Linked DNA regions of Mus musculus: region 1 is linked to region 2. Evidence: chromatin contacts called from public Hi-C data. All regions are on one chromosome and are shown on one strand. The core of a region is the stretch at or near the end of the contact, and the rest is flanking DNA. Distances in the headings are between cores, read along the strand shown.

Region 1 (3,009 bases), core at 226-2,725, 380 kb before region 2:
ATGAATCTCTGTTGTAAGCATTCCAGTTACCACTTGAGTGATTTTTAGCCTGACAAAAGCAGGGCACTATGGGTGCCTCCTTCCTGCTTTGTTTACTCATTTCACATGGTATTGTGCTGCTATTTTCAATATCATAGAATGGAGAAAACTACTAGGAAATTTCTTGTCAGTGCCGATAGCTATACAAACTCAAGTGAGTTAGTTTTCTGCCATGCAGTCTGCTTAACTCACCTATGCAATGAAAGTTATGACAGTATCTTATAGTATTTTAAAGTGAATGAAAAAAGACCATGAGTGGGATATTCAGAGTAAGGGACACTGTGAATTTCTACCTGTCTGAACTGTTTTCCAGATTTCAGATTTCTTGAATTATTGTCCAGCTTATGGTTATGATTTTCACTGTAAACTCAAGTCACAATTTGGGACCTCTGCTTAAACCAGATCTTTCACATAAACAAGGAGAAATCATAGAAGGAATCAAAAGTCACTACATACTTGAAATACATACATTTATCCTTGCACAATTTAATTATTGCCATATTTTTATAAAAATAAACTTTATTTTAATTAATTGAAAATTAAATAGACTAGAATCTCTCAATCCAGGTACTGTTGTTTTCTTCTGTAACCCTAAATCTATGTAAACTGAGATGCAGGACTCATCATGAATTGCTTGGGCCACAGATTGAGGCTTTGACTTAACCAACCAACCAACCAACCAACCAATCAATTAATCATTAATCAATTATAAACCAGAATAGAAGAAAAATTAATAATAAACAGAAAAAAAAACATAAATTCAGTGCTGAAATATTTTACATAATGGAAGAACATTTTTATACCCACTTTCATACTAAATGTTCATAGGAAAGTTCCTAGACACTGAAGTCAAGTGTATGCATTATAATTTAAATTTATCCATGCCTAATCCATGTAGCATCCACAGCCAGCAATATGTAAGCCAGTCTTCTTAAACCAACAAGGTTATTATTAGAGGTCCATCTGTTGCAGGAAATATTAAAAACTGAACCTGCCAACTCTCAGCGGGGCCAGGCCACACTCCTGGCTCCTGCAGTCTCCAAGAACTCTCTAGAGATAGCCCCTGATCCAGGTGATCTCACCTGTTAAGTCTCTTGGCCCGCCAACTTGCCAGCCCTGCGAGACCACATGACTCCCACCGGGCCATCTCTCAGATGCTCCCCCCCAACCAGTTCCTCTCACTTTCACTGAAAGCCCACACACCCTTGGTTAGCCATCTCAACACCTAATTACCCAATAGAATCAAGACTTTTAATCCTTAATTAGCCATTCAGATTTATATCAATAATAACACAATTTACAAGATGCCAATGCAATAATTTCAGAGCCAAATGATAATGATAAAGCTTTATCCCAATTATTCTAACCTACTGATAACACCACATCAACTTCTATTCTGGTTCTCTTTCTCTCCTCCTGAGACATCTCTCTCTGTCCCCTCAACTCCTCGCTCCACCTTCCTTCTCCTGTCCAATCACAAGCCTCCCACTGCCCAAATGTATTTGGAAAGGGAAAATACAGCAATTTTCATCTACTGATATTTTCTCATAGATAGTATAGGTTCCTTACTATGTATAGATATGAAGAAAGAACTGCCTGCAATATCAAATTTGAAGGGTGTTGTGTGTGCATTGCTTACTTTAGTACCTTAATTACCATTGTTGATTAATGATATGAAATTAGTTTTCACAAACTGCTACGCTCTCTGGTCGAGTCAACTGGACAAGCCGAAAGGCTTAAAAGTCACTCATGAGGCAAAAGAGTTTCAAGGAAGCTCTCCTCCTGGAGTCTAGCATTCCCTACCCATACAGTAATTTTTCATTCCTGCATTCCATTCCCGCGTTAGTCTAGTGTATGGATCCACGTGCTCTCTTTCAATATTTTCCTATCATAAGTGCCTCTTAAGATTGAATTCTGACATAGCTAAAGCCGTCCGCCAGTGTTCCAACGGTCCTAGTTTGTCCTTAGCAAGACCTTGGGCTTGGAATTCAGTACTGCCCCTGGTATTACGCTATCTCTTTGAGTAAAAGTTAGGTCACTGCCCTTCACAGGAATTTACCATCACTAAGGAAGAAAGAAGTTTCTGACCGTAGGAGAAACCAGAAGAGATATTTAGAATTATAGCTGAGTTACACCTATATACAGGAATTTACAATGGTTTAGGAAGTAGATCCGGCTGTGGTTTTAGAGTATTACATTATTCATGAGATGGTTAGCTAGAACGGAACTCCCTAGTTAGAACCATGACTTGGGTGTGAAAGCCTTTGCCCTAGGAGTGAAAAGTTCTCACACCTGGCTTCTAAGACTATAGCTGACCTTAGATAGGGCTGACTCTGTCTCAGTTATTTTATTGCCCAGTTCCTGCCAATCTTTGCGTTTTCATTTCCTCTGTTCTGTGTAAGAGTCATTAAGCATCCGGTTACCTTATTTGTACCTTGTGGGTATGTCACCCAACTACCTTGTTGTCTTCTGCATAAAAAGTCTGATGTTCGATTTGAAAAATTACATTCAGATTCCACACAAACTCTCCTGCGTGTGTGTCTGTCTGTCATTCATCCACGCTTTGCCCACCCGCGTCGAGAGACCCCGTTCCACGCAGACACAGGGACCCAGAAGGTCTGCGGCAACAAACAAAACAGAAAGAAAGATGAAAGACTGTTGTAGAAAATATTCGTAAAATATGTAATAAACTTAGATCCTTTTGGTAGGAAAAATCAACTACTGCAAGGCATCCTCTGACCTCAAAATTTTGTCTTGTCATGTACTGTATAGATTCACAAAACACAGGATTAATTAATTAATTAATTAATTAAGAATAACTTAAAATTATAAACATTAAATTTTAAAACTGACATGTATAGATGAATAAAATAACAATGTCTCTTCATTAAATATACTGACAATGAATATCAGTAAATATTGCTGTAGCATACAGAAGAAAAATATGATATTGACCTGGCTAGTAAAGAC
Region 2 (3,161 bases), core at 400-2,899:
GTGACAGTGACTAATGAATGACTAGTCAATCTTGAGGTCCATGCTAAAAGAAGGAAATCAATCCTGATAGTTCCTGGATGGCCAGGAATCAGGGACTGAATGGCCAAGGGACCTAGAATAGAAAGAAAAATGACTGGCAAAAAAGTAATGAAGTGATTCTTAAAGACATTCTGCTATTCTCAGATTAGTGTGGGCTTAGATTTTTCACAACCTACTTTAATAAGGGTTCTCAAACACTCCGATCCCCCTTTCTATCCCACCATCCAAAAGTAGAAGTTAAAAATGGTAAATAGGACAAAGGGATGAGGCTCTGTTATGTGGGGTTTTTTTTTGGGGGGGGAGGGAGTGGGGGGCAGTTTCTACCTTCATTGTCAGAGTAGCAGTAGTTCAGTTCAGTAGTGTCAGGATATCAACAGTTCTGTTTAAAGAGTGTCATAAAACGTGAATCAGCAACGAGTGAATAATCCAGCCTCAGTGAATTTGGCATGAGTCTTTAGGAGTGAATGGAACCAGCTGGAAAGCCAGGAGACGTTCTCTGCTGTGAATCACTCAATGAAGTGAAGATCAGCCTAAAGACACAAGATTATAGAAGCTTTGCATGGTTAGCTATGCAAGCCTCTCGTCACTGTCAGCTGGGTCCTTCTTTTATAATCCAAGCATCATGTGTCATTTCACAGGTCTTGATTTAACATAACATCACATGAGTATGCTTTAGCAAAACATCGCATGAGTCTGCATCGCATGACACAACCAGAAATTTCTACTTCAGAATGGTCCCTAGCACAACGCTCATCACAGATGCTTCATGAAGCAACTGAAAGGAGCAGATGTAGAGACACACTACGAAACATTACAAAGAGCTTCAGAGTCCCACAAAAAAGGGAGAGGAAGGATTGTGGGATCCAAAGGGGAAGAGGACACCACAAGAAATGGAAATATTTATACCCAAAATTGCTTAGACAAATAACTATGTTGTCCTTTTCTAGTTATTGTGACAAATGCTTGGAAAAATTTCAGGCACATAATCCATGACAGCCAGTCAAACTCTACCCTAGACACAGCAGAACATATGGTTATTATTTTTATAATGTGATAGAGAGTGTGTGTGTATCTGTTTGTGCTCATGTATTCATGTGCTCATGAGCACAGATGAGTCAACACAATGGTTGATTTTCCAGTGAGTTTGCCAGTCACTCTTCACCTTATATTTTTAAGGTAGAGTCTTCCTCATTCTGGAGCTTGGTAATTTACATAGACTGACTGTATGGAAGGCCCAACACTGTTCCTTCCTCTGCCCTCCACACACAGATCACAGGGTTTGTTTTGCACTGTTGCTTTTATTGTGGGTTGTAGAGATTTGGTGGGATAAAATACCATGACCAGAAAGCAAATTAGTGAGGAAGCAGTTCATTTAAGTCCATCATGAAAGCAAAGTCAGGGCTGAAGCTTAAGCAGCAGCCAAGAGGCAGGAACTGGAACAGAAACCATGGAAGAATGTATTCTACTGGCTTCCTGCTCTGGAATACTCAGTTTGCTTTCTTATCTGACTTAAAACAATAGACCTCGGTTTGCCAATGCCCACAGTGAGCTTGTCTCTCCCACATAAAACATCAATCAAGATATGCCCCAGAGGCTTACTCGCAGATAGGATACTCTGGTGTGGGAATATATGTGAGTTTCACTGTTTCCCAATGAATCTAGCTTGTGTCAAGTTCACATAAAACTAGCCAGCATATTTAAAAAAAATTTCTACTGAGCCTTCTCTGAGACTCAATATCATGTTCTTAATAAAACTTAAAAGACTGCAGTAGAATGTATTAATAACATACTGAAGAACCTGAGAATCCTGAAATGCTATATGACTTGGATAAATTATCATATATATTTATACAAATATACATTCTCTAGACATACATATTTATAAATATAGAAATCCACATATATACATATGTATATACATGCATATTTAGCAATGTAATGTTATTACACAAATAACACAAATTACATTAGATCATTGTTTGATGAAAAAATGGTCTTCTTTTTCCTCATCCATGTTACCTTCAAAATATACTATTGCATCTACTGACACTAAATATAGCTAAGCCTCATAGGACTAATAAGTTGGTCCATCCCTCTTCAGTGCCATCTGTCAAAAAGTAGAGGCTCTCAGCTCCAGAGACCAGCTGATTTCTGGCTTATTACCTGACTTTCAGTGGAATCTATAAATAGCGATTTTCTGTCCTCCTTGGCTTGTGGTGTTGCCATATGTTGGTGCTCTGACAAAGGCCAAAATCTCTACATCTCCGCCATTGTTTATCAACACCCAAATGGCCCATGTGTGACTGAAGCAACTGTAACCTGCATCCACATAATAGATTTTCAGGATAATTCATTTGTCTAGGTAGTGTTTTTTTTCTTCCTACAAATGTCATTAATTTTATGAACCTAGTTGCAGAGTTTGAAGAGCATATATGCACACAGTGCTAGTTGACTAATTAACTACCTGCTTTCTACTTGTGAAATGCAAAAGTTTAGAGGTAATCAGCCATGAGTGACTCCACCTCCACAGCAGAGACAAATTCTCATTACTAAAGTCTATCTTGGCAGTTGATTCTTCTCATTAATGATTGTTTTAGCCATTGCAGAGTGACAAAGCCCCGATTAATGAGATGAAAGAGGTGACCTGATGGGTGCTTCTGGAAGGGTTTCCAGACACATACAAAGATACACACACACACTGGAACATATAGTTTCATTTCCAGAAATGAGTGCCATACACTTACCGTGCCTGCAAATCACACTTAAAGCTGTGACAGGATTTTAGTACTTTAGAGAAAAGCTGGCTTGGTGTGGCATGCAAGTTTTTGATTTAAGATAAAATAGATCAGATATCAAATCAATAACTTTAAATTGGCATGCACCTCTGGTACAACACTGCCTTAGCATTTGTGAAGACACAAATTTGATGGTCCTCAGAAATAAACAGTAAGACTAAACAGGAAGAGGAAGAAGGAAGAAGAGGAACAGGAGGAGAAAACAGGAGAGGAAGACAGAATGGAAAGGAAAAGAGGGAAAAGGCTAATCTCTTTACTTCAAGATTTCTTTGAAGAAAGATAAAATTTCCTTGCTTGGTAGAGTGTAAGAATGTTCCAGTCATTTTG

Evidence for each region. Hi-C and Micro-C count contacts between places; a contact is called where the count stands out from the background.
Region 1: a contact with region 2 is called in a Hi-C map of cerebellar granule neurons, with 3 times the contacts expected there. The contact joins two enhancer-like sites. A contact is called at or near these places in 3 of 484 Hi-C or Micro-C datasets (cerebellar granule neurons and cerebellum).

Annotation. Positions count from the first base shown.
Region 1 is chr1:48,914,692-48,917,700 of GRCm38.p6, reverse strand. No RefSeq gene overlaps it. Among named protein-coding and RNA genes, the nearest start is that of C230029F24Rik, 330 kb to the left of the region's middle. Within about 2 kb of position 1,475, at least 1 of the 459 cell types and tissues checked has an H3K27ac peak or open chromatin away from gene starts, as enhancers often do. A contact at or near this core is called in cerebellar granule neurons, where this site is marked.
Region 2 is chr1:48,532,604-48,535,764 of GRCm38.p6, reverse strand. No RefSeq gene overlaps it. Among named protein-coding and RNA genes, the nearest start is that of C230029F24Rik, 710 kb to the left of the region's middle. Within about 2 kb of position 1,649, at least 2 of the 459 cell types and tissues checked have an H3K27ac peak or open chromatin away from gene starts, as enhancers often do. A contact at or near this core is called in cerebellar granule neurons, where this site is marked.